Regions from separate parts of the Mus musculus genome. Here region 2 is linked to region 1. A link is a contact called in public Hi-C data. All regions are on one chromosome and are shown on one strand. Each heading gives the region's core, a stretch centred on a gene start, on an enhancer-like site or on the middle of the called end of the contact. The rest is flanking DNA. Distances are from core to core; before and after follow the strand shown.

The links. Hi-C and Micro-C count contacts between places; a contact is called where the count stands out from the background.
Region 2: a contact with region 1 is called in a Hi-C map of forebrain, with 2.3 times the contacts expected there. The contact joins the promoter of Grin2b here to the enhancer-like site in region 1. A contact is called at or near these places in 5 of 484 Hi-C or Micro-C datasets (the HPC-7 cell line, cerebral cortex, forebrain and 2 more), 1 of 115 datasets of contacts at active chromatin or transcription factors (embryonic forebrain) and 2 of 9 other capture datasets (adipose tissue and liver).

What each region holds. Positions count from the first base shown.
Region 1 is chr6:136,075,671-136,081,776 of GRCm38.p6, forward strand. All of the region lies in intron 3 of Grin2b (glutamate receptor, ionotropic, NMDA2B (epsilon 2)), which reads right to left. Among named protein-coding and RNA genes, the nearest start is that of Gm26653, 94 kb to the right of the region's middle. Within about 2 kb of position 4,856, at least 10 of the 459 cell types and tissues checked have an H3K27ac peak or open chromatin away from gene starts, as enhancers often do. A contact at or near this core is called in forebrain, where this site is marked.
Region 2 is chr6:136,171,698-136,178,415 of GRCm38.p6, forward strand. It overlaps Grin2b (glutamate receptor, ionotropic, NMDA2B (epsilon 2)), which reads right to left and starts at 1,848. Exons shown (of 15, transcript NM_001363750.1): 1 at 1,776-1,848; 2 at 1,168-1,240; 3 at 1-185. It overlaps Gm26653 (a long non-coding RNA gene), which reads left to right and starts at 1,331. Exons shown (of 3, transcript XR_378074.4): 1 at 1,331-1,412; 2 at 2,157-2,277; 3 at 2,803-4,013.

The DNA of each region.
Region 1 (6,106 bases), core at 3,606-6,105:
TTTCCAGACCTTTTTCTAACTTCACCTCCAATCTTGCTGTGGAAAGCTGAGTTTACAGATATCAACCACCACGTCTGAGTTCTTGCATTGGTATTGGGAATCTGAGCTCAGGTCTTCATGTTTCTATAGCAAGCGTAAATCACTAATCCATCTCCTTAGCCCAATATTTGATTCATATATATATATATATATATATATATATATATATATCCATATATAAGTATATATACATGTATATGTAAGTATGGATGCATATGAATATATATATGTGTGTGTGTGTGTGTGTGTGTGTGTGTGTGTGTGTGTGTGTGTGTGTATGAATGAATGTGTGTACTATAGCACACATAGAGGTCATAGAAAAATCTGCAAAAGTCAGTTTTCTTTTTCCATCATGTGGGTCCTGGGAATAGAATTCAGGTTTTCAAGCTTGGTAGCAAGCTAATTTACCTTTTGTAGTAGTTTCTTTGACTTGTCAGCTTAACCTAATCTAGAGTCACCTGTGGAGGTAGCTTTAATGAGGATTGTATATACCAGATTAGTCTGTGGGTCTGCCTGTCTATGGGAGACTATCTTGATTATGTTAATAAAGATGGGAGAACCCACAATGGGAGGCACCATTCCCTAGGCAAAGGTTTCTGAAGTGTAGATGAGTGGAGAGAGCAAGCTGAGTTGAAGCTTATATGCATTCCTTGCTCTCAGATTCCTGACCATGAATGTAATGTGACCAGCTGTCCTGAGCGCCTCTCTGTGTCACCTTCTGCCATAACATGCTGTGAACATGAACTGGAAGCCAGAATAAACCCTTTCTCCTCTAAGTTACTTTTACTGGGGCATTTTCCACAGCAACAGGTAACAAAACTAAGAAATCCAGTGAGTCACCTCAGAAGCCACAACCCAGCCCAGCATTTTTAAGAGAAAAGGGGAGTTTGTATTTTATTAAGTGATGGCATATAATTATGTTTACCAATATACCAAGTAATTTAAAACTCATAGCAAATATGAACAGAAATATCATAAGAGAAATTATGAGCATACATGGAAAAGAATGAAATGAATCAGTTATAGAAATAAAAATTAGCCCAGCATTAAAGTGTAATTTTATCTATCTATCCTAAGGAAAACTTACTTTTAAAGAGCAAATAGCAAGGGTAGGATGAACCCTGACACATTCACAAGGGAACACAAATGAGCAGAAAGCATTTCAGAAAATCCAATTGATATTATGGATCAAAAAGCCTTAAAACTGTTCACACCTCTGACCCTGTAATTCAATTTATGGGGATTTCTGCTAAGGAAAGAATGCAAAATGCAGACAGAAAGACTTTGTACACCAAAGTCTTCACTGCAGCATCATTTATAACAGTGAAAAATTGAAAGTAATTAAATGGCTGACACTAAGAAGGTGGTTAAGTAAATTATACTATAGCACTATGACAGAATGCTAAATAGCCTAAAAAATTATGTTTACCAAGAGTTTTTAATAACGTAGAATAATCCTTTTGCTTGTGCTGTGAAGTTAAATCAAAAACAGAAGCAGAGGAAACATCGTGGTTTCATCTCTTTAAAATTGCATACAAAGGATGCTAGAAGACAATATCCATCGTCTTTGTCAGAATGTGAGTGATTTGTTTCCATTCTGCCAACTTCTCTGTTTTTCTCCCTAAAATATCCCACAATGAGCATATGCTACCTTCATAATCAGAAAAAAAAATGCTGGTTATATGTTATCCATATTTCAAGGATGTGTAGCAGACATTTAATAGGAAGAGATAGAGGAAAAAGAAAGGATGAGCTGAAATGAAGCAAATAACCAGATGAATGAAGACTCCTGTCCCCTTTCCACAATGCTACTAAATTTTTAAGACTATGTTGTGATTAGCAATTACAAGCCTGTGAAATATTTACCTCATTATCTGGGCAAAATTAAGTTAAGTCCATCAATCTGTCTTGCGTCTTCTATTTCCTACTCGTGACTTAAAGGAGTCTTGTGATGGATCGTGTGGGCAGGAAGCATCTCTGTAGAGTGAGAGTCATGATCCAATTTTGGGTTATCTGGTTTATCTAAAGTGCTTCAGCCTCTTGCATGTGAATATAAGGATTACTCTGTGTGTCAATGCGACGTGCATGTAAAGCAGACATATGGTCAAGAGTATTAGAATGGAGAAGCATTGGTTGATTTAACAGAACACCCCCACCCCACTCTGTGGTGACTGGAATATGGACGGGCCCCATGGGCTCATATATTTTAGTGTTTGGTCATTAGGGAGTCTGCAGTACTAGTCAGGGATTAGGAAGTGTGGCCTTGCTAGAGGAAGTGTGTCATTGGGTGTGTTCTTTGGGGTTTCAAATGCTCATGCCAGGCCCAATATCTCTCTCTTCCTGCAGCCTGTTGGGCAGATGTAGAACTTTCCAGCACCATGTCTGCCTGCATTCTTCCATGCTCCCCACCATGAGGATAATGGACTGAACCTCTGAAACTGTAGGTCACCCCCAATTAAATGCTTTCTTGTTATGGTCATGGTTTCTCTCCACAGCAATCTACTGCTGTATTCTAACATTGACTAAGACTTCACCCCTCCTTTATCCTATGAAGAAACTGAGGCCCAGAGAAGTCACTTAGTCACTTTTCTCAAGCTCCCTCACCCATCTTGGGACAGGGACAGTTTGTAGGTTTTCCACTGGTTGAGACCACTGCATTTACACCTGACTTCTGCATATGGGAGAAGCTGGGAAGCTGAAGTATCGTCACCAGGATGCTCAGCTATTCATTCACAGACTAAAGGAACTTGACCAGCTGCTATGTGGCAGAGCTGTCCTCGGTGCTTGGAACTGTCATCAGTGATGTCAACCAGCAGCAAAGGCAGAGTCTGAAGCGATGCCTCCTTCCCAGGTGCTCCCTGAGCAGAGCAGCAATTCTGAGAATTTGCAAGGCCAGAACTCCAGAAAAGCTTAAGAAATAACAGAAAAACAGGTTCCATAAACCCAACTCTAGCCAAGTGTCTACCTGCTTTCTAAGTAAAGCTTGTTGTAGTGAACAGGATGACTGGATAAGGTTTTAGGCTGAGGTTTTCGGAAAGAGGTTTTGAAGGCTGGGGATACAGTTCAGTTGAGCGAAGTCTTGCTTAATAAGCATGGGTTTGATCCCAGCACTACATAAACAAGGTATTGTGGTCCATAACTGAGACAGTGCTCAGAGGTGGGGGCAGAAAGGTCAGAAGTTTGAGGTCATCCTTTATTATATAGTGAGTTTGAGGGCTCATTTGGAATATGGAAAACCTGCCTCCCAAAAAAGGAACAGAGAAAGAAAAAGAGAAAAAAGGAAAGGAAGAAGAGAAGGAAGGAAAGGAGGGATGGAGAAAAGAAGGAAGGAGGGAGGGAGGGAGGGGAAGGGAGGGAGGGAGGGGAAGGGAGGGAAGGAGGGAGGGAAGGGAGGGAGGGAGGGAAGGGAGGGAGGGAGGGGGAGGCAGTAAAGAAGTTTTGAATATAGAACTTTAGGTCTCTTTCCTAACTTTGAAGCCTAGGAGGCATTTGCTGACTTAAGAGTCTGTGGCTATATTGCCTATAGTAGAAGTTGATTAAATTATGACTTGAAGCACAATACCTAAACTCCCTTTATATCTAATGGACACTAACATAGACGTGTAGATCATTATTAAGTATATTACATAGTATGTCTATACTACTTAACAAGAAATTTTAATATACAATTATTCCTACATACAGAAGTTCAAGCAGATGCACAATAACTAAGAAATGTAACTAGCCCACGTATGCATCAACAGACGACTGGATGAAGAAACTATGATTCATTTATACAGTGGAATTCTTCAGCCATAAATAAAGTGAAATCGTGGCATTTACAGGAAAATGGATGGAACTGGAGATTATTGTGTGAAATGCAATGAACCAGGGAAAATACTACATGTATTCTCTCACATGTAGAATCGTCTTGTGTTTGTGTGCATGTGTGTGTGTGTGTGTGTGCACATGTGTGTATATATGTATGTGTGTATGTGTATATGTGTGTACACCTGTGTGTGTGTGTGTGTGTGTGTGTGTGTGTGTGTGTGTGTGTGTGTGTGATCTAAGGAGATCTAAGGGGCAGGAGGAAAAGAGCAGAAGGGAGTGTAACATCATAATACGTGTCATAAAAGCAGACTGGAGAACTAATTTAGTGAAGGAAAGACAGCAACAAGAATTGGACAGAAAAGTGAGAAAGACAATGGATGAGGGGCCCAGGCTAGAACAAAGAGCAGTCACGGGTGTAGGAAAATGCAGTAACAAAGCCTACCACTTTCTCTGCTAAATATTTACACTAATAGGTTACACACTTTTTAAAAACGAAGTATGTGAATGAAGGCTGACATTGCGATATTGGGAGGGGGGCAGGATAATAGAAGCCGCCAGAAATGAGCCAGCTCCCTTTATTTGGCAATCAGCTCAAAGCTGAGAACAGCAAAGGCATTGCCAGGACAGAGTAATAGTGGACGGGGAGTCGGCTGCAGAGCTGAGGAAGCTAAGGGGCAGGATGAGCTTGGCTATGACAGGCCCACGGGGACGGTAATTAAAGATCAAGGCAGATATTTGGAACAGCATCAAGGTGAGGATAGAGTGCCCAGCAAAAAGAACAAACATCTGCAGCATCTCCACGGAGCGTGAGGCCGTAGAGACCGTCCACCCAGACACAGTTACGGACAAATGGGCAATCTAAGGATGTGATTATTAAAGGCACAGCAGCATTTAGAACTTCTGAGATATATCTCCAGAATGAATATAATGTGTGCTACATGGTAATAGCTTCTGTACGTCATGCTAAAAAATAATTGCTGCTTCTTTATTCCCATCGTATGGTGATCTCATGGTTCTGTAGACAGATGGCGTCCTCAGCAAAGTTCAGAATATGAAACGCACCAGAGAGGCTGGGCCTTTGATCTTTAAACATAAAGATGATTCACACGTCTCAAGCAACTTAATCTCTCTCTCTCTCTCTCTCTCTCTCTCTCTCTCTCTCTCTCTCTCTCTCTCTCTCTCTCTCTCTCTCTCTCTCTCTCTCTCCCCCCCCCCCTCTCTCTCCATCTACCGAGGCTTTAACATAGAGTATCAGTGTAGCCTTGAGAAGCTGTTAAATGTCTTGCACCACAGTTTTGTCTTCCGTAAATTGTCTACCCTTGCAGTATCCTTGTGAAAATTGAATGATGGTGGATGTAAATATGGCCAGAGCATCTGGCTCCCGACAAATACTAGTTATGACCACAGTTACGATGAAGATGCTTAACTGCAGAAGATAGACTGCTTTTTCCCACATGCTTTTCCATTATTCTAAAAAAGGCAGCCATTCTGCCCTCCTGTCTTCCTTCCTTCAATTCCAAGAAATAGACAATAACTGGAGAAAATCCTGGCAGGTTAAAAAAAAAAAAAACTCTCAGTAGCCTTGTCAGTCACCTTACTGCAGCAAGTCCCAGGCAGACCTTCACAGCAGGGTCACTAGGGAATAAGTACACCTGGAGCTCCTTGAAGAATCTGTCCAAACACATTGCCTGCCAGGAGAGCATCCCCAAATAAAGAGCCCCCAGTCTTACTCCCATTGAGCTGCAAAGCTAAACATTACCAAGGAACACACGCAAAACAGCAACACCTGAATAAAGGGAGCTCAAGTTGACTGGCTAGGAGACTCCCAAATCTTTAACATTTGAAAGTAGTGTGAACAAAAATATTGCCATCTGTTCCTGTCATTTCCCAAGAAAGATCTCCGTAGCCCTTAAGCATCCTAACTGTTTAAATATATAGAAAAAACAGGCTCTCCAACAGAGCCCAGGGACCTATGGAAATCATTAACTCTGGGATCGTGAGCAAGATGCCTTTCTCACAAGATGTCCTATAAGAGAATCTCAAAAGTTCAAGCTAGAAATAATAGTCTACAGATCTTTAAAGAGCATTTAATATATACACATATATGTTAAGAAAGCACAAAGACATTGTTGGTGGATAAAATATTTAAATGAGGCTGTGTTACAGCCATGTAATGAGAGCATGGTTTTATTGAAGGGGGCACAGTGAAGGACTATTACTCAGTTCACTAGTTCAGCTGGGGGATGATGGGCTCCAG
Region 2 (6,718 bases), core at 598-3,097, 93 kb after region 1:
TTAGTAGCCCGAATATATAGATTTAAGGAGTCTCCGGCAATTAAGGGTTGGGTTCTCTTTTCTTTTTTCTTTTCTCTTTTTCTTTTTAATTTTTTGGAGCTTTAGTAGAGGAGTCTCTGTGTGGAGAAGCTGGGGGCAGGCTCTGTCCCTCCGTGGAGCGTGGTCATTCCCAAAGCGTCCCCTTCCTAAGGGGAAAAAACGAGGAGGTCAGGGTTTGATTCGAGTGTCTCCCGGAGGGTTAGCAAAATGCATGCCGGAAAAAAAAATATAGATATCTCTATACCAAGTCGTTATAAGGAAAGGGGGAGGAAACCCTGCATTTCCCACAGAGTACACACCAGAGGAATTGAAAACAGCTGGCACCAATCTATAAATAATTCCGAAAAGGTCTGCCTATGCCGTTCCTGGGACAGGCATGGATGAAAGGTGAGAAAAGCCAACCTGAATGGAAGAGAGGGAAGAGGGAAGTGGAAAGCAAGGAGGAAGGCAGGGAGAGGAGGCTCCACACAGCAGTTCACACTCACACACACGCGCGCGCGCGCGCATGCACGCACACCATCCCCACTTAACTCGCCAGTGAGTGCGGCCCCCAGCCCCATCTGCAATGCTGCTGACACGTCTGGCTCGCTCTCCTCATCTCCTCCAGCAGCGGAGCCTCCTCCCACCCCGGGCTCGTGCTCAATGGGTTCTGATTGTGCACCGGCCGCACACTGGGCATTTCTTGGATGGGGCACACTGACACGCGCGTACACACGCCCCCGACGCGCACGCGCCCCCGCGCGCACTCACACTCACCCCCGCGCACACTCACGCCGCCGGCGCGCTGATGTGCAGCGCACCGGGCTGCACCTGCAGCCAGAGGATTGGACTGGAGGGTCGCAGCGCGTGGCTCCCGCCTCTGGCACCGCTGCCCAGCCTCTCCCCTAGAAGGGATTAACCACCTCAGAAAGACCAAAGGCAGTCCTGTCCCCTTCCCCCTCCCCAAAAATATCCTTTTGTTTAAAAGGAAAAATAAAAAACCATCCAAAATAGCAAGTGCCCGGTGCTGCTGGATTGGAAAGCTGTACCCAATACCAGGTTGGTTAGCAGTGCCAAGGCTTCGAGCCTTTATCTGCCTGATTTCTCCAAACCCTCAAAATTGAGACTCCAAAGCGGGCATTTACGTACCGGTTCTGCACCTCCGAGGTGGCAGTCTCCGGAGAGGGGTGGCGGGTGTCGAGGGTTTGAGACGTTTTCTTTCCTGCAAAGCAGGATAAATGGATCAGTCTCCTGGGTTGGGAAGTTCACTACGACTCTTTGCAGAGCAGAAGGAAATGTATTCGGATGCCAGCTCCGCTGGATGCCGGGGATAGAAAGGCAGCTTGACCCGAGAAGCGCTTCTCCATAGAGCCAAGCCCCGAGATTTCCTAGAGGTGAAGGAACCCAAGGAAGTGGTGCTGGAAAGGGGGTGGGGGAGGACCTTCCTTTCTCAAAAAGGGGGGGGGGGAGTGGAGAGGCAAGAGAGCCCAGATTCCAGTTGGTGGTGATGGGAGCCGGGGGAGGGGAAGCGGGCGGGGGCAAGTCAAGCGTTCGGCAGCAGGAGAGGAAGAGCAGGGGAGGAGGGGGAGAGTAAGAAAAATGGGTATTAATCACCGGCGACGCGGGGAGGGCGGGGACATCAAAGGTCCTGGTCTTGATTTGGGTCTCACACCCAGGAACGTGCCACTCAAGCGCGCGCTCGCGCGCGCACACCACACACACACACACACACACACACACACACACACACACCCTACCTCTCACACAGGAGGTTCAGGAGGAGAAACCCAAGAGGCAGGGTGTGTGTGCACGCGCGTCCTCTTGCTCTCCACCCCCCACCCCTCCCCACTCCCAAACCCCCTCCATCACCCCCTCACTCCCACTGCTAAGACTCTTGGCTGAGGCTGCTTCTCACGTCATGAGCTGGGGGAAGTGGGGTAGCCAGGGGGTGGGAAAAGCTTAACCCGAGGCCGTGGTGCCTCCTCCTGGCAGCAAGAAGGAATAGCAGCGAGATGGGGCGGCTTAAGGGAGAGGGGAAACAGTGGCCACCTTGGACCACCGCGCAGGGCTGTGCACCTCAACCCGAAGGCCATGCTGCAGACTGACACTGAAACCACTCCCCTGGTTCCATTCAGCAGTCTCTGCTTAGTACCTGCTTTCCGGGTGCAGAGTGCAACTTGATGACAGGATTCTTGTCTTCAGGGAGCTTGAGATCTGTCTTCAGTGCAGGAAATTGACAGTTAAACAATAGGGAAGCAGGTAAATGTAATTAAAAGGCTGAATTGTACAGCAGTGTGTGTGTGTGTGTGTGTGTGTGTGTGTGTGTGTGTGTGTGTATGTGTGTATGTGTGTGTATGTGTGTATATGTGTGTGTGTATGTGTGTGTGTATGTGTGTGTGTATGTGTGTGTATATGTGTGTATGTGTGTGTATGTGTGTGTGTATATGTGTGTATGTGTGTATATGTGTGTGTGTGTGAGTGTGTGTGATATTTTCCGGCTGCTGGGAAAGATTTGAGGACTTTGGGGTTCTTTTTTAAGTGGATTGCGTTATTTAAAGATCTCAAGCAAAAATGATAGACAAACGAATGTTTCCCATATGAAATGATTTTACAGCACTGACTAACCCAGCTTCTCTAAAACGGAAAATAGCAGCCATTTCTCTCCCTCTTGAGCTGTTTTATGTTTTGGGAGTCCTTGTGATCACTTGTAGTATTATCTATTCTTCAATATTAATATCCTTGTAGATACATCCTTGTTATTCTCACCCATTGTCTCTGTTACAGTGGAGGTGAACTTTTATGGCAGTAAAACAACGGGCTTCTCACTCACCAACCTGGGAGAATGTGACCGGAACACACAGGGATCGGTCCCATTCCAAGCAGCCTGGAACTCCGGTCTACGGGCCAATGCGCACTGGCCTCTAGTCCAGTCAGCACCAGGAACACCTCAGGCGGGTTCTCCACAGCAGTGTTTTTTCCCGTTCCCTGAACTTTGTCAGGCTAATTCTTGGCATCTAATGTTTTCACGACACACAGAGGAGAACACAAATATCGCGTATTCAAAAGCAATACCGTGTGCCTCTCTGTGACCATTCCCATTCTTTCCCGAGACAAAGTGAGGTTGCGCATCTACTCCTTTGGGAAAGTGTGGAATGTGGTCACTGCTCTCTGCTGGATGCACACAATGGCCGACTGGACCCAATCATGTGCATGTTCTAGTGACTGGAACAAAGGCAGATGCCCTAAGCCAGGACACAGTGAAGCACGCTGCCCTTGCTCTTACAGTAATGTTTTCTTTTTTTCTTTTGAAATGAGATCTACACCCACTTAGGCACCCTTGTGGGTTGACTGGTAACCTACTATTCTAAATATGGCTATCTTTTACGTTTCACCTCGTGGGCCACCCTTCCCTCCCGATGCCCTTTTCCAAAACTTGCATACTACTCTTATTTGTTTTCATTTCTCCTGTTGCCCAAACCTAACATTTCCATTTCAGTCTATCCACTTTCCCTAGCAGAGAGCAAAGAAGGAACACACATCTCCTCTGCCCGTGGCGCAGTCCACGGTGCTCTCCTTTGGGAGTCTAATTCCAGGTCGTTTTCATCATCCAAGCCTGAATTGATTTCTGTAAGCATTTCAAGGATTTGATAGTGAGAGGTGGCATCTGGCCATCTCACTCTCCGAGTCTACCTGTTCTGTGTAGAGATGCAGAGCATGGTTCACTCCGCTGACTTTCACAGTGACTGAAAGATATCTCGTGCGTAGATCATCCCGGTATGTAACATATTAACATCAGCACGGTGGAGAAAGAGCTGACCAGTCAGAAGAAAAAAAAAAAAACATCCCTGAGCCATCTGCGTTATGCCATACAGTACTATTGGCAATTCAATCATGATAGTCTCAATCACACAAAGGAACCATTATTGACCTATAATAAAAAGGCAATTTCATGAAACTCAATGGAGAATTGTATCCTTCAGTGTCTTTCCTGTCTTCCCAACCAGCTGCTTAGTTCCTTGTATGAAATTATTTTTTCTGAGAATTTCTTACATGAGTATACAGTACTTGGTAACATCCCCAGGCCTCCCTGCCCACTCTTTCATGGACTCAGTGATTCTTGGGTTTTTCTGAGGCTTCTGACCTGCTTAGTTGTTCTGATGACAGGACTAAGACATCTTAGGAAGCACAGAGCTAAATGAGAAGTGCTATCCTTCCTCCACGGCATACATTCCCTGGACCCGAGGGCTTCTCTCCCTGATTCTCAGACTTGTGACACCCACCTCTTATTTCTTCCCTTTTCTTTTGGGACTGAGTTGAGCCCAGGGCTCTTCACATGCTGGGCAAGTGCCCCAGCACTAGGCTATATCCCAAGCCCCATTCCTACTTTTTATTTTGAAACAGTCTCACTATGTCACCCAGGCTGCACTTGAACCCACATACACTCACGTAGCTCAGGAAAACCTTCTCTGAGCTTGGTGTCCTGACTAACTGGAATCTCCACCCAGCCAGGCTCCACCCACCCACATTTGGGCTTCTCACAAAAATCCACAAACTTTCCAAAGAACGACCTCAGGGACCCCCCAGGACTCATGAATTTGTAATGTTATTTCTCTGTTTTGCAGAGAATATATTTGCTTATCCCCAGCCAGGCACAGAAGGTGGTATTCTAACAAGAGAAGATGGCGGCCTGTACTTTGAAGCCTTCTTTATTGAGGAAAAGCTCTTGCCTCAGGCTGCTAAGGACATAGCTGAAAGTATTCTGCCAGCTGGCTGGACCTAAAAAGAAGATATGAGAGAGGCTGCAAACATTTGTTCTTAACCCAATAGGCAGACATAAAGCACATTACAGAACTATAGATACGTGCATACCATTACACACCTTACAGGACTATAGATATATACAGACCATACAGATATGGCAATGCCTTTCATATCAGACAGTTGTAACAAAAGATAGGCCTGGAGTGTATACAGTTTAGATTGCCTGTTTAAGAGAAAGGTTTTTGGTTTTTTTGTTTTTGTTTTTGTTTTTTTTATGGTATGAATGTAAATACTTAAAATGTAGAAATAAATCACAATTTAAAACTCTTTAATATTCATAAATGTTATGAAACAAAAAATTTAAATAACAATGCTTGTGAGGAAAGTGCCTGACACCTCTGTAATACTTGCTTCCGTGTTTAAAATACATATCTTGGAGCATCTCTTTACATAATGATTTAAAGTGACATGCCCATGAAAGTAATCAAAATAACAGAAAGTTGGTGCTGTTTTTCACTTTTGAGATAATTTAGAATAATGGCTTTCTTATTGCTAGACATGGAATATACAGTTTTGGGACTTGCCAAGGTTGGGGGAGAAAAAGGATCATCAAATTTCACTTTCCTGTAGCTGCAATGTTTTAAGAGTTTCAACTTTCCTGAACTAACCTTGAATTGTCCTAGAAACGATGAAACTGACTAGTTTCCGATGAGTTTTCGGTTTGACATTATCAGCGGCAGCATCAGACAGAAGAATTGCAATCTTTCTTCCTAGGTGTCCGTATGAGTCACTCCCCTTCATTAATTAGATTATCCAATAATGCTGCAGTCTGCTCATTATTTCTATTCAAAGTTCTCTCTCTTCTAAGAGAACTCCAGGTTTATATGATCTGTGCTGGGGGGAGCTGGAGGAGGGCTGCACTGGCTCCCTCTCTCAGACTAATTTCTGCTGATGTCGGTGTTCGGCTTTGGCTGAACTCTTTTTGTTTTCGATTTCACTAATTTCCACGCGTCTTCTCTTGGTTCTTTGATAAGTGAATATATAGCTATTGGAAGGAGGTGGTGCATGCCTTTAGTCCCAGCACTCTGGAGGCAGAGGCAGGTGGATTTCTGAGTTCAAGGCCAGCCTGGTCTACAAAGTGAGTTCCAGGACAGCCAGGGCTACACAGAGAAACCCTGTCTCAAAAAGCCAAAAACAAAAAAAAAAAGGAAAAAAGAAAGAAAGGAGGGGCTCTTTCAGCACACCCTAAGAGACTGCCATCTTTGGGCCCTCCTTCATCAAAAGGTCCCAAAGTGTCCCTCCAAACTGCACCAAGCTTTGCATTCGTCCCCTGAACCTTGTGCGGCACTCGCCTTGGATTTCTCTCCCAAGCCTAGTGAAATTTTGAGACACTTGGTGTCGATGGGCTCATTTCCAAACTCCCGAGCCCCTTTCAAGTGGGGAAACGGTGCACACAGATTCTTTAAACAAAATTCGAATTTGTCGAGCATGTTTAAAATAGATACTTTGGCGGGGACGAGATGGTTCAGTGGTTAACGTTAGGTGCTTATCCTCACAGAGGACCTGGTTCTGTTCCTAGCACTCACATGGTGGCTCAAAAACACCTGTAACCCTAGCTCCAGGGAATCTGATGTCGCCTTCTGGCTCGGAGAAGCAAGCGCACACATACAAACAAACAATAAATAAGTACATAAATCTAAAGCAGATACTTTGTAAACCAGATATAGCCATTATGGTGCACGCTTGTACTTTTAACACTGGGGAGGAGGAACACAGGCAGAGCCCTACGAATCCATTGGCCGGCCATCTTGAGTGACTTGGCAAGCTCCAGGTCCCAGAGAAAGGGGCGGGGAAAGAACTGTTCAAAACACAAGCGGATGGCTCCTGAGGAACAGCACTAGAAGTAAGCCTCTGTGAACACACACGGAAGGAAGGGAAG